Linked DNA regions of Gossypium hirsutum: region 1 is linked to region 2. A link is a contact called in public Hi-C data. All regions are on one chromosome and are shown on one strand. Each heading gives the region's core, a stretch centred on a gene start, on an enhancer-like site or on the middle of the called end of the contact. The rest is flanking DNA. Distances are from core to core; before and after follow the strand shown. Region 1 holds the start of LOC107954140. Region 2 holds the start of LOC121203243 (beta-1,6-galactosyltransferase GALT29A).

What was found. A called contact is a pair of places that touch in the nucleus more often than the background predicts.
Region 1: a Hi-C map of leaf shows a contact between it and region 2, with 2.6 times the contacts expected there. The contact joins the promoter of LOC107954140 here to the promoter of LOC121203243 in region 2. A contact is called at or near these places in 3 of 34 Hi-C or Micro-C datasets (hypocotyl and leaf).

What each region holds. Positions count from the first base shown.
Region 1 is chrD07:16,080,876-16,087,610 of Gossypium_hirsutum_v2.1, reverse strand. It overlaps LOC107954140, which reads right to left and starts at 3,922. Exons shown (of 6, transcript XM_041097591.1): 1 at 3,457-3,922; 2 at 3,002-3,172; 3 at 2,223-2,476; 4 at 1,478-1,689; 5 at 1,077-1,344; 6 at 434-844. The coding sequence starts at 2,474. The coding sequence ends at 554.
Region 2 is chrD07:15,803,035-15,809,323 of Gossypium_hirsutum_v2.1, reverse strand. It overlaps LOC121203243 (beta-1,6-galactosyltransferase GALT29A), which reads right to left and starts at 4,289. Exons shown (of 2, transcript XM_041097589.1): 1 at 4,139-4,289; 2 at 2,106-3,783. The coding sequence starts at 3,636. The coding sequence ends at 2,446.

The DNA.
Region 1 (6,735 bases), core at 2,673-5,172, 280 kb before region 2:
CCATTGATTAAACACTCAATGCAAGTAAATAACATTTAGTTCAGCTTAAAATTTGATTGAAAACCAATTTTTGAAAGTTTTGAAAAAAATTACTACATTTGCCGTTTGTACATATGGTTTCTTAAAATGTACTTCGGACTTAGGAGCTCTGTTTTTGCATGATCCACAGAAGTTTCGATTAAAGAGAAAATATGTGGGTTCTTTTCAAGGGATCAATTCAGGAGTTCTTACGGTTTTGTTTCTCAATCACATGAAACTTAGGTTGGAGCTGAATGTGTATGGGCAAATTCTTGAATATCAAATGAACGGGTGTTAATCAAGACCACTCAATCAAACCATCTTGGTCGACTATATAACCACTTTTGGTTTCTGTTTAAAACCAAGTTCCTCCTTTTAAGGTTAAAAGAAGAAAAAAGGTGCAGATTTTAGCATATATATTACTGGTTTCAGTTAAATTTCTAGTAGAGCATCTTACAAATGATAAACGAAGTATCCCGTAAAACACATCCAAAACATTGAACAATTCACCGAATAATGTACATATACTGGGGTCTTACCTCTGCACAAGTTCCCGTAAAACCGCTTCGCAGTTTTTGCTCTCAAAAATCAGAAGGTGCCCAGCATCAGGAACTTCATGATAATGAATCCATGGAAGCTTTTCGGAGAGATAACGATTTACTTGAAATGGAATGATTCTGTCTTCATAACCTTGCCAAATATAGACCGAGCCCTCATTATTTGGAAAAGGATTAATTAGATCCATGGGATCAAATTCCCATTTTCCATAACTGACCATTATATCTCGATGCAGCGACTCATAAACACCTTGCTGCTGAATCTTCTCCTGCAGTCAGACATGTCGCTAAGCAACATAAGTTGGAGATACTTGCAGTGATATCATGCAAATTAAATAACTTATGTATTCAATGGTGGAATGTAATGTCTAAGAATAACTCTTTGAAGACGGGTCTGCAATGCGTGCTTAGGGACTTTAAGAAAAACATTTAGTGATGCATTAATCTATAGCAGTTTCTTTTTCTTTCTAATGATGAATCAATTTATAAGAACTTAACAACCTGACCGACACTTGGAGCTTCGGACCACTTCTTCAGGATCTCCAAATCACTTTGGCTGAAAATCGCCATATTTCCAGCCAGAATGCTTAGTGAAGGGAACCATTTCTGGGACATCCACCAGTAGAACAACCAAGGGGTGTAATGTGCAACTCGGAATGACCATTGGTCTTGTGCAAGCAACCTACTGAATGCATCATTCGATAAATTTGCAGGAAGACAAGGCCACCAGTAGTTAACAAAGGGAGCTACAAGAGAAGCTCCTGCCAATCTGTAAAAATGAGAAAATCCATTGCCAAAGTAACTTCTTCCGTTTAGTAGAATTAGAAAGCAAGAATTCTGCAAAGTCAAAAGGAAGAAAAAAATAAGAAGCTTATAATCTGTAAACAAATCTAGCAACATGCCTATGAGGTATGTATTTTAAGCAACTGTAAACAGGGTATGCTCCCATTGAGATCCCAATCACATAAAACTTAGAACCAATCTGCAACTTGTCAGCTAGTTCTTGAACATCATATGCTTCACTCTTCACTGAGCGTGATGGATTTGGATCACTGTCTCCATAACCTGATCTATCGAAGAAAAGGAAATAGATCCTGAGTTCCTCTACAAGTTCCTGAAAACCAAACCATAATGCTGAAGTCACAGTATCTTCTTTTCAAATAAAAAACTTAAGCTTTCTGAAGATAAAAACTAAACTCAAGCAATTGCTGAAACAACATAATGGATCATAAACTAGTCATGTCGCACCAAAGCAGGGATCTTCCAGGGATGAAACGGAAGAAGTCTCACTCATACCCTTTCACTAAATTAGCAACTCTCAAGTATTACCATATATAGTTTTACACTTGCAACACAAGACTTCTAAAAATATATTACTAGACCATATCCCCTAGAGATGATAGAAGAAGAACAAAACATAAAACCTATTTTGTATCTTGATATCGGTTTAAGGTAACAAAGATCATGTCCCCTAGAGATGATAGAAGTTCTCATAAATGTAGTGCGTAGTCTGTTGCAATAATGCAAACTACCGGTCATCCTTCCATGTAAAATTTCAGAATTTGTAACAAAGTAAAAACTCCATTAACAAGTTTAGAACAAAATATGATAAGGTATGCAAAATTGTAAATAAACAAAAGTTCATACTTCAGATGCAGGTAAATTCAGATCTTTGGAGCTGCCAAAGCCATGAATGACAACTATTTTGTACTTAGCCTCTTCCCTGGGAACTCCAGCTTCCCTGTAAGCCAAATGCCTCCCATCACTGAGCTTAATTCTGGGAGAAGTGACAGGAGGCCCATCGGGTGAGCCACATATCTTTGGAGGGGGCGGCTTTAATGCTCGATAAGTCCATCCCAGGAGGCCCACTGTCAAAGCTACCGCTATAGGGGCAATCATTGCTGCAAAGGGAGAGAACACCATAAATCCATCATATCACATAATTCAAGAAAGAGGAAGATTTTTACCCGGTTTCATATTCATCCAAAGCAAGTTGAAAATATAGGGAATGTTGAAAGAGTATGAACAGAGAAAATGGTAAGCAAAACGTGCTTATGGCTCTTGGGGTTCTTCGAGAATTCGTAGGTAACTGTACTCCATAAGTGAAAACCAAGCAACAGTATCACTTTAACAGAATAATAATGGGGAAATCCTCAGCCATTGTTTAGTGCTTCTAAGTTTCTATGTTTTTTTCTTGAGAAAAAAGTAGATGGAATGAAAGCAGGCCACAACATACAGAGCCAAACAGACGGATTGATTTCAAGTTCTGGAAAAAATAGGGTCAGCTAGCTATTCACGGAATAAGGGGATCTAAAGGGAAGCTGATTGCTTATGTGCTTAAAACATGGGTGATTTTCAAATTATAAACCCTACATAATCAAGCAAGCCTTTATCCAATAGTATATGTGAAATTTAGATAATGCAACCATGTCCTTAATGCAGACAAATATCTGTCTTTTGCAATCCACTTTTTGGGGATCAATGAAACTTCCCTCAGCCAACACTACTAGAACTACAGCAGAATAGGAAGGAAGCAACAGCAGCAGCCAAAGTAGGAAAGTTAGCTACAAAAACCTAATGACTAATTAGTTCAGGACCTGCAGAAATTAAGAGAAAGCACAATCATAAATATCGCAATATTTCATATTACAACTTTCAAATAAGATTTATTTCCAGTAGTTCAAGTTCATGACAACCAAATCAAAATTGGCAGTTTCTTAAGTAGCCAGTAACTAACAAATAGGAAACCATTCATATCATTTTACTCATAAATACTCTAAAACAAAGAGTTGATCCGAAATAAATAGATAATATCCAGAAATTCCAAGAAACAATTAGATAGAAAGAGATGAAGAAATAAAAGGAAACTAAAAACCCCAACCTGGAAATGAACTGGATTTGGCTCTGTTAGCTATGGTGTGAGCTCTGGCAGATGCAGCTCAGACCTTCTTCTTGATCCGGTCACGACTTCAAATAATTATAAGAAAGCAAAATCCCATTTGCTGAAAAGGACCCAAGTTCTTACTGTTTTTGATAGTGCCAAATGATATTTATCATTGCAAGAAACGTGCCATGCGTCCAACAAAAACAATACTAAAACTACTAGTCTCCAAATCTATCATTTTGACTGTTGTTTCAAGCTTGGAACTTTGTAAGATTGTGCACCAGTGAGTCAAAGATTATAAGGATAATAATGATTTTAATTTGTTTAGAAAAATGAGGTGATATTACCCCTACCATTACGTTCTCCGAAATTAACCATGCCAAGGTTGATCTGGTGAAAATTCGAAACTTTATCCTGAGCAAAGTAACTGTTGAAGATAAGGGTGATAGATTATTCTGGTTTGTTTTTGTTGCTTCATGTTTGTTTTATAATTTATGTTTGGAAGTACACGATTTCCATTTCAAGCATGTGTCTTTAAAGCTTAAATCCGTAATTTTTTTTAGAATGCAATATTTTTAATCACTGAACTTTCTATTTAATTGCTGTATTAAAAACTTCAAGTTTGAAAATGCAAGAGTGGATATATCATAATATGATTTTGGATATATATAAATATAATTATATGTAAATATAAAATTTAAAATAAATTATATTTGATATAACAATTTGTCACGTCGTTAATTAATAAAATGAAAAAAATTTAAAGACTTATAAATAAATATTACTAAATTTATTTAAATCTAATTAAAAATTAATGACAATTTTCTTTTCTTCTTTAGATATTTTTTGAAGTTATGAACTTACCCAATCGGCTTCCATCTCTACTGAAAGATGAGAAACTTGCTATTTATCTTCTTCTTCTTCTTCTTTTTCTAATTTGATGGAATGTTTAATGAAGAGAAGCTATTTTGATGGAGATAGAAACCTTTTTGAAAATAATGATTTAGATTTGAAAGAAGCCAACTGCACTAATTTCTTTAATATTTTTAGGGATCACTTTACTATTATAAGATAATTCAATTTTCAAAAATTACAGGAAGAGGATGAGCTTTTCCTTCCATCTACAATTGTTGTCGTCTCTATTTTCAATCGATTACTCTCCTTCAAAGGTAGTCAATGCAGTGCTCCAATTATTGTTGCCATAGCTCCAATCTTTGGCTTCGATTTAGGCTACTGCTTTGTTGCCACCCAAAGCTATTGTTGTTAGTCTCAAAATATTGCTGTTTCAAATTTTCACAAATTTCCTTCAAATATATTGCCAATTACTTCACATGTTTCAACTATAAATTATTAATTCTTATACTCAGCTACTGTCAATTGGACTTCAATGTGTTGTAGTTAATTTCAACATATTTTCTTTTTAGATTACTGTCTTTGAATGGGAGGAAATAAGGTGAAGGAGAGTTTGGTCTTGAATGAAGTCATGGGAGAGTTAAGAAGAAAAGAAAATTGTATTTAGGTTTAAATAAATTTATTAATATTTATTTTTAAATCATCTAATTTTCTTTATTTTGTTAATTAACAAGGTGATAAATTATGGTTTATTGATAATGCACGGGACTCATGCACTGACGCTATATCAAATATAATATTATTTAATATTGTAGATTTTATTTTAGGTTTATTACTTTTATTTTAAATGTAACTAATTATTTTAAGAACTTTTATTATTAGATTAAAATATATAATAATACATTACTAAATAAAAATTCATATTGAGGATGAAATGCATTTATATAGAATTTTTATGTAGAGATGTGTTGGGTTAAATCCGAATTAAGCAACGAATACGAATAAAAATTTGAAATAATTGGATACAAATATTTACGTGGAAAAACCCCTTCGAAGAGAATAAAAACCCACGGGTAAAAAAATTTTCACTAAAACAACAAAAACTGGAGAGGAGTACAATATGGAGAAACAAACAAATCTCAAACCCAAAATTACAAAGTTTTCCCGAAATTCCCACAAATTCTCTCTTAATTTTGTTGTTATTATTCAAAACTATCTAGGGTTTCTAAAAGGCCTATTTAAGGCTAAAATTCATGTGAAAATATGATTAAAATATTCCTAGAATAATCAAAGTTAGACTAGGAAAAGATAACAGAGTTTAACTAGGAGAAGAACCATGGTTTCGTAGGGAACACCTCGCCACAACATGATGTTGTGTTCAGCTTGTCAGGACGCCATGCATCGCGTCGTCGAGACAACGAATTCTTTTTGTTGGGATGTCGTGTGTTGTGTCGTCAGGACGTCCTCTCTTCCTCGTAACGACTTCGGCTCTATTTCATCCGAAATACAAGGCACACTCCACAAATCTCCACCTTAACTCATATTTTCGAAACGTCTTTTTTGCTAAGTCCCGTTAAGGGCCTAACTTGATCTTTGTCAAATGTTTACCAAGTCTAAGTAATGCTTGAACTTGGAAATCGGAAGGCTTTTTGTCATCATGTCTGTTAGGTTGTTTTCTGTGCCGATTTTGTGAATCTAAACATCTTATTGAATGATCACCTCTCGAACAAAGTGGTACCGAATATCCATATGTTTGTTCTTTCATGATGCATCTGATCATTGGTGAGATGTATGGCACTTTGACTATCGCAATATACAACAGTTGTCGTTTTTACTAACCAGCTCTTTGAATAGACCTCTCAACCAAATGGCCTCTTTCACAGCCTTTGTGATAGCCATATTCTACCTCTGTAATTGATAATACCACAGTGGCCTGTAAGGTGGCTTTCCAGCTAATTATGTAGTTACCGTAAGCGAACAGATAACTTGTGAAAGACCTTCTTTTGTATAGGTTTCCAGCATAATTCGAGTCCACATAGCCGACTAGACCTACTAAACATCTTTCGAATTCTAAACAAGTATTAGAAATCCCCCTCAAATATCTAAGTATCCACTTAATAGCTTGTCAGAATAATTTGTCGAGTTTGGTCATGTATCTACTACTACACTAACAGCATGTGAAATATCGGGACAAGTGCAAGCCATTGCATACATTAGACTTTCGACTGTATTAGAATAAGGAACCAAAGACATGTACATTTCTTCATCTTTGGCTTGTGGTGAATCTGAAGCCAAAAGTCTAAAGTGTGCAACTAAGGGAGTACTAATTGGTTTAGAATCTTGCATTCAAACCACTTTATGTATCTCTATTGTGACAAAACAGCTTCCCAGAGTGTCTATCTCTCGAAATTTTCATCCCTAAAA
Region 2 (6,289 bases), core at 3,040-5,539:
CAACTACACCCAATTCAGTGGGATTCATCAATTACAATTGATTGCCCAAACATATCACACTTATGTAATTACAAATAATTACTAGGTGGCATTCTAAATACTATCTAAGTGCATTACAATTGTTTATCATGGTGTTGTTATCAATCTTGAGTTGGTGTCTACACCAATTCAATCAACAACATTATCAGTACTAATTATTAATAATACATAAAATATGTACAATGTTAAGATGAAAAAATAGATTAAATTATGAGTAAAATAAAATTTAAACACATAAATAAATTATATTAAGAATACTAAATGCACTACAATTATTTATGATAATATTGTCATCAATATTGAGTTAATTTCAAGTTAACTTGTGACACCAACTCAATCAACAACATTATCAATATATACAATTTATGATGAATAATAAAATTAAAATGTGTAAAATATATTAAAATAAACTTTAGTTGAGTAGTAAAATTAAGATTTTATCAATGTAAATGGTATGGATTCAAATCCCCAATATGCAATTTTTTTTATTTTTTTATTTAATAAAAAAATTAAAATACCCTCGAATAATATAACTTATTTTAAATATAAAGATATTTTTGTAATTTTCCTAATCGAGTTGGTTATGGAATAAAGTAGAATGAAATAGTTATTCAGTGGAAATGGAATAGAGAATTAATAGGAATTACATTGTTTGGTTAGATTGAATGGAATGAACAATGAATGTTATTGTATTGTTTGGTTTATTGGAATATGATTTAAAAATAAATAAGGAATAAATGTAAAAAGACAAAATTAATAATATTTTATTTTTATATACATTACAAAATAAAACAATTATATGTAGTAAAAATTTAAAATAATAATATCTAAATATAAATATTTTATATTAAACTTTTATATTTTTTAAAATTTAAAAATAAAATTTTCTCTCTCTCCCATGTCAACCACCAATAGGATTTACCAAAATTTTATTAAGAGCTTTTGTAGTATCCCTCTCCCGTCTCACTGAACCATATACTTGATGAGTCCATTTAGTAATTATATAAAACTTGATTCAATAATTTTTAAAACTTAAAACATTTTTTTTTCAAATTTACTGAATCAAGTTTTATATAATTTGGGGCTTTAGAAACAATTTAAAACCAATTAGAAAATGTTATAAAGTGACTAGAGGTGTTCGAGAGATTGGGAAATTTTGCAAATGAGATGAGATCGGGATTTGTTGTCAAATATATATAATAAATTTAAATTTTTATTATATATATTTTTACATATTTCTTTGAGCTTTTTAGAAATAAGATTAAATTGAGATCATTTGTAAATTTTGAGGGTTATTTTTTAAAAAAATTATAACTAAATCGATATAATATATAAATATTAAAGGTTAAATTTGTTGTTGTACCAATTTTTTAACTACCACATCACCCTCTCATCATTAGACACTTAATGGCACTTAACGAAAATTGACAAAAATAATAATAATCTCAATTAGTCGGATAACTAATTTAAAATAATTAATAGTTGATTGTCCAAAAAAGACGAGTTCATAGTTAGATGAGCTGTGATGTAATTTACCGTAAAAAAAATTCCAAAAGTGTTGTCCCCCAAGTAGATGTCGACTTCTTAACTTTTATAGAGAGGAGTTCTCTCTCTAAAATGATAAATATATATAATAATAATAAAATCCTAAAATGATAAAATTATGAATAATAGTTAAAAAAAAAGAATTTTATAATTAAATACAAAAGCAACAAAATGATCTCTATAATTATTGCTAGGTACAAAAATTTTGCTCATCTTGGAGCCGCATGTAAACAAGATTAAATGCCAAATGCATATATTAACTCGAAATTCTAGTATCATTATGACATGCCAAAAATTAGCAAAAATCATAACAATCATATTCCAATTTTAGTAGAATAATGTATGACCACGTTATTCATGATATGCATGTAATCAAATTCTAGTACACAATTAATGAAGGTGTCTAAGCCAGCCCTTGTTGGACCCATTTGTCTAAAGAGGACCCAACCCACTAATTCAGAACCCAAATCCGAATACACACAGCAAAACAAATACTAATTGATCTATAAGCTAGATGAATGAGTTTGAATTTCTAGAGGCTTACAATACCTTAAAGGGACTTAGTCTTGAATCCCCAAACATTGCACCAGAAAGAACAACATCTCAAAAGCTCAACAAAAAGCATATGAAGAATCCACCATATCTTACTTCATATTCTTAGTTTCCAATTTTACATTTCCTATTACCCTAAACCATCTTCGACAGTGCAGGTCCAGAATATGAAACACAGATCTTCAGCATTTGTGTTTTCTTTTGACTATCCACTACAGAATTACTGATACACCATGGAACACACTGATTTAGTCTTGACCAACAAAACAAGGACAAAATAAAATTAAAAAAGAAACCAACCAGCCCAAATCATTGATAGAATACCACAGGAGGGAACCTGAATTTGTCCGAAATGAATGGTATTGCCCGTGGATTCTTCACCAGATCATGATAAAATGCATATTCCGCCTCATAATCATGTAACCGGAGCTCAGCCTTCTGGTTAGTATGATAATGGTGCTTCGCCAAAGTCGATTTGCCAAAGCCAAATATACTAACTTTGTCACAAATTCCCAAGGCTAACATAACAGCCTGCATACCAGAGGAATAGTGGAACATGGAACCATCATGAGTAGACCCCCATTCACTCAATGCCTTCCCTGTCTCCTCCACAAACCGTTTCGCTGAATAGTACTTCACAATCCTAGCACACAACATATCAAAACGCGGATCTGTAATCAACAAAGGTGCCTTGTGAGACGAATTGCATACCAAATAGTCCATGAAATGAACCGGTTGGCAGATATACATAACCATAGGAACATTCCCTCCATAAGGGTGACAAAAACATCCATCCCTCCTAGCACAAAGATGCAGTATATTGCTATTTACAAACGAAATACTGGTTTTCGACCCCACATTCTTTTCGAACCTCTCAGTCCTAGCATTGTTCAATCTAATCACGGCCTCATGACCATCAATGAACTTCCCATGATCAGTATTCAGTAAAATCCCACTATTCCCCACAACAGCACAAGATTTATACTTGTTATCCGAACTTATTAAACCATTATGGCTATCAATAGGAACCTTTACTAGTGTAACTAAATCCATCATAATATCAGGTTGGAACATTCTTTTTCTAGCCCAATGCTGTAAGTTCCTCCTAAAATCTAACCAATACCGATAAAATTTAGGGGACCTGAGCATTACCGGCATCCCATTAGAATTCCTAGCTTTGACATCATGATGATTGAACCTCCTCCATGTTGCAAAAGTCCTATACCTTCCTTGACCCGCAAAGCTCCCTTCCAGCAGCTGCTCTATTTCAAGCTTGGATTTTGCTTCACCTGTATCAACCGCAGCAAACTTGAGCAAAGTTGAGTTAAAATTTTGGATTGGTGGGGGTTGGATTAGGACCCTGGACCTGGTGGTCTCCAATTCAGCTGAAACAGCAAATCCACCACCGCTGCCCCCGCGGATGGCAATCCGACAGCTTAATGTTGCAGCTAATGCAACAAGCATTAAAATGCTTATCAAAGGTCGAAACGACCTCTTCATGGGAGCAATACAATTGCTTGAACCGTAAAATTGGGTTTGCTAGATATGGCCAAAAGGGTTAAAAAATACGGATCTTGAATTTATCTGTATTAGGTTCAGATCCATCTCTCAGGTGCAGTAGATTTTGACATCCACAAAGATGGGTGCCTAATCATAAATAGAAACAATCAGGGATTTGTAAGAAACAAAAAATGGGGGGGGGGAAGAAGATCAAATGTATTTCACCCAAGGACAAATATTTTTCCTATTTTGAGGAAAACCCGGAAAAGAAAGAGACGAAGATGAAATCTTGGAGGGAGAAATACGGCAAGAAAGAGTAGCATGAAATTGCAGGTGAAAGTTAATGATAGGAATGGTATTGTTCGAATAGTCAAAAATGTTATGGTTTCTTGTTGAACATGATCTTAAGAACAAGAATTAAGCACTGAACCAACCAAAAGCCTAAAACTAAAAGCAGACACTGCAAAAAAGAAAAAGAAAAAGGGGGGAAATCGAAAGGAACCTGCAATGCAAACCCTAAAAGAAAGGGTTGAGGATGAGGAAAAAGCAAAAGGAGTGGAGTGAGGAACAGTCTTCTATTCCTCTTCTTCTTTGCCCCTTTAAAATCCATGTGGTTTTGGGTACATATTTAAATGCATGTGATTTGCAGCATCATTGCCATTGGTAGCGCGAGGTAATGTTAGAAATTGTTACTATTAGTACGGAGGTAACTCATCTTTCTTTAAACAAAATTATAGTAAACTTTTGTAAATAAATGGAATTTCTTTTAAGATAAATTCTTAAATCATGATTTAATCTATCTACTAATATAAAAATCACAAAATTCGACCTTTAGTAAATGGCAATTGATTAGTAGTATTAAGAATTAATTGGATAAGTTGGATTAAAAATATTTGGTTGAAAGGGATGGGAATGGAACAACTTCACTACTTATTAAATTCCAACATCTGTTTCTTTCTTTTTTTCCATTTACTCCTCTAATTTTGTTTCTAATCTATTTACTCTAACTACCGTTTCTTAAAATATGATACCTTAGATTTTTATCAAAAACAATTTATGATGTATTGATGATGTCATAAACATTCCAATATTTTAAAATATATAAGCGGAATGCTAATTTACCTCTACTTGTTTGAAATTAGATGATTTAAAAGTATGAAAAGATAAAAGTTTTAAATTTTATTTAATAATAAATATAGGTAGATTGGTAGTAAACTTGTATTTTAATCTTTTACTGAAAGATATTATAAAAGTATGAAAAGATATATTGCAATTTAAAAGAATGGATTATTCTATAATTTCATAATTAAGTTAGTGATCCGGTTAAAGATAAAATGCTTAATTATAAATATTAGATATTAAATTTTTATTTGATTTTAAATATGAGATAAATTAACATAAACACTGCAAAAAGTTGAAGAAAAAAAAGGTATACAATTATTATGTTATAAAAGAAGTTTTTCCTTTTATGATAATACAGTAAGATTGATTTTAAAAGTGTTCAAAGAAAAAGAGTTTGGATGTGATATAGTAAAATTATACATGATGAAAAGAATGTTGAACTTCTTTAAAATTTGATAAAAACAAATATAAATAATCAATTTTATTAACTCACACTATATTAAATTATATATTACTCCATTTGTTTAAACCATTTTAATCCTTAGATAAAAAGGCAAAAAGACCAATCAATTTTTATTGCACCCAATTACTAATGATCATTCAAGGTCTTGTCAATGATTAATCAAACCCTTCAACAACCTCATAAACTTAAAAAGCCCAGATCAATTATTGAAAAAAAATAAATGAGCTGCATAATTTATTTTTGATAATCCAAAATAAACAAAAATTAATTTTTATAAGAAAAACTATAAAATTTAATTAGATAAGAGTTACTTATGATTTGATGGAGAATATTTTTAATTAGTTATATTCTATTTTATTTGTTTTAACGTTATATTATCCTATAAAAATTTTATAATTTGATTTTATTTAAAATAAGTTAGAAATTAGAATTTTTAAAAATTAAAGATAAAAAGGTAAATGTTTACCTTTGTGGCACATTTTAGGTTTTTCTATTGATTTGTTCCATTTGGTCTGAGGGTTTTTGTTTCTATTTAAATTTGGTTTCTCATTTTGGAAGGTGTCTAAGGAATGGAGGAGGATTTGGCTAAGCTTGCTATAGGGGATGAAGAGGAGGAGGCGTGGCAAATTGGGGATGGAATTGAGGGGAGAATGGGGCTTTGAGTATTGTTTGGTGGGTTCCTTTCTTACTGCAAGTGTTGTTCAATTTCAAGTTATATATGCACAATATGATGGCTAATCTATGGCACCTGTTGGGGGTGTATTGATTACAGACATAGGGGGAAAGTGTTTCTTGTTTCGGTTGTACTATAAAGTGGATATTGATCAAGTTGTGTCTGAAGGGCCTTGAATATTTAACAATTACCTACTTGTGACTCATAGGCTGATGCTGGAGGAGGATCTAAAGCTGGTTCTTTTATTATCCGTACCTTTGTAGTTTTAGATCCATGATTTGTTGTTTGGTCTAGTTTCAAAAGTTTTAACCAGACAATTTGGTAATTTCATTTGGGAAATATTGGAATATGATTCTAAATCTATAGCTAAAGGTGTTACGAGTTATATGCATATC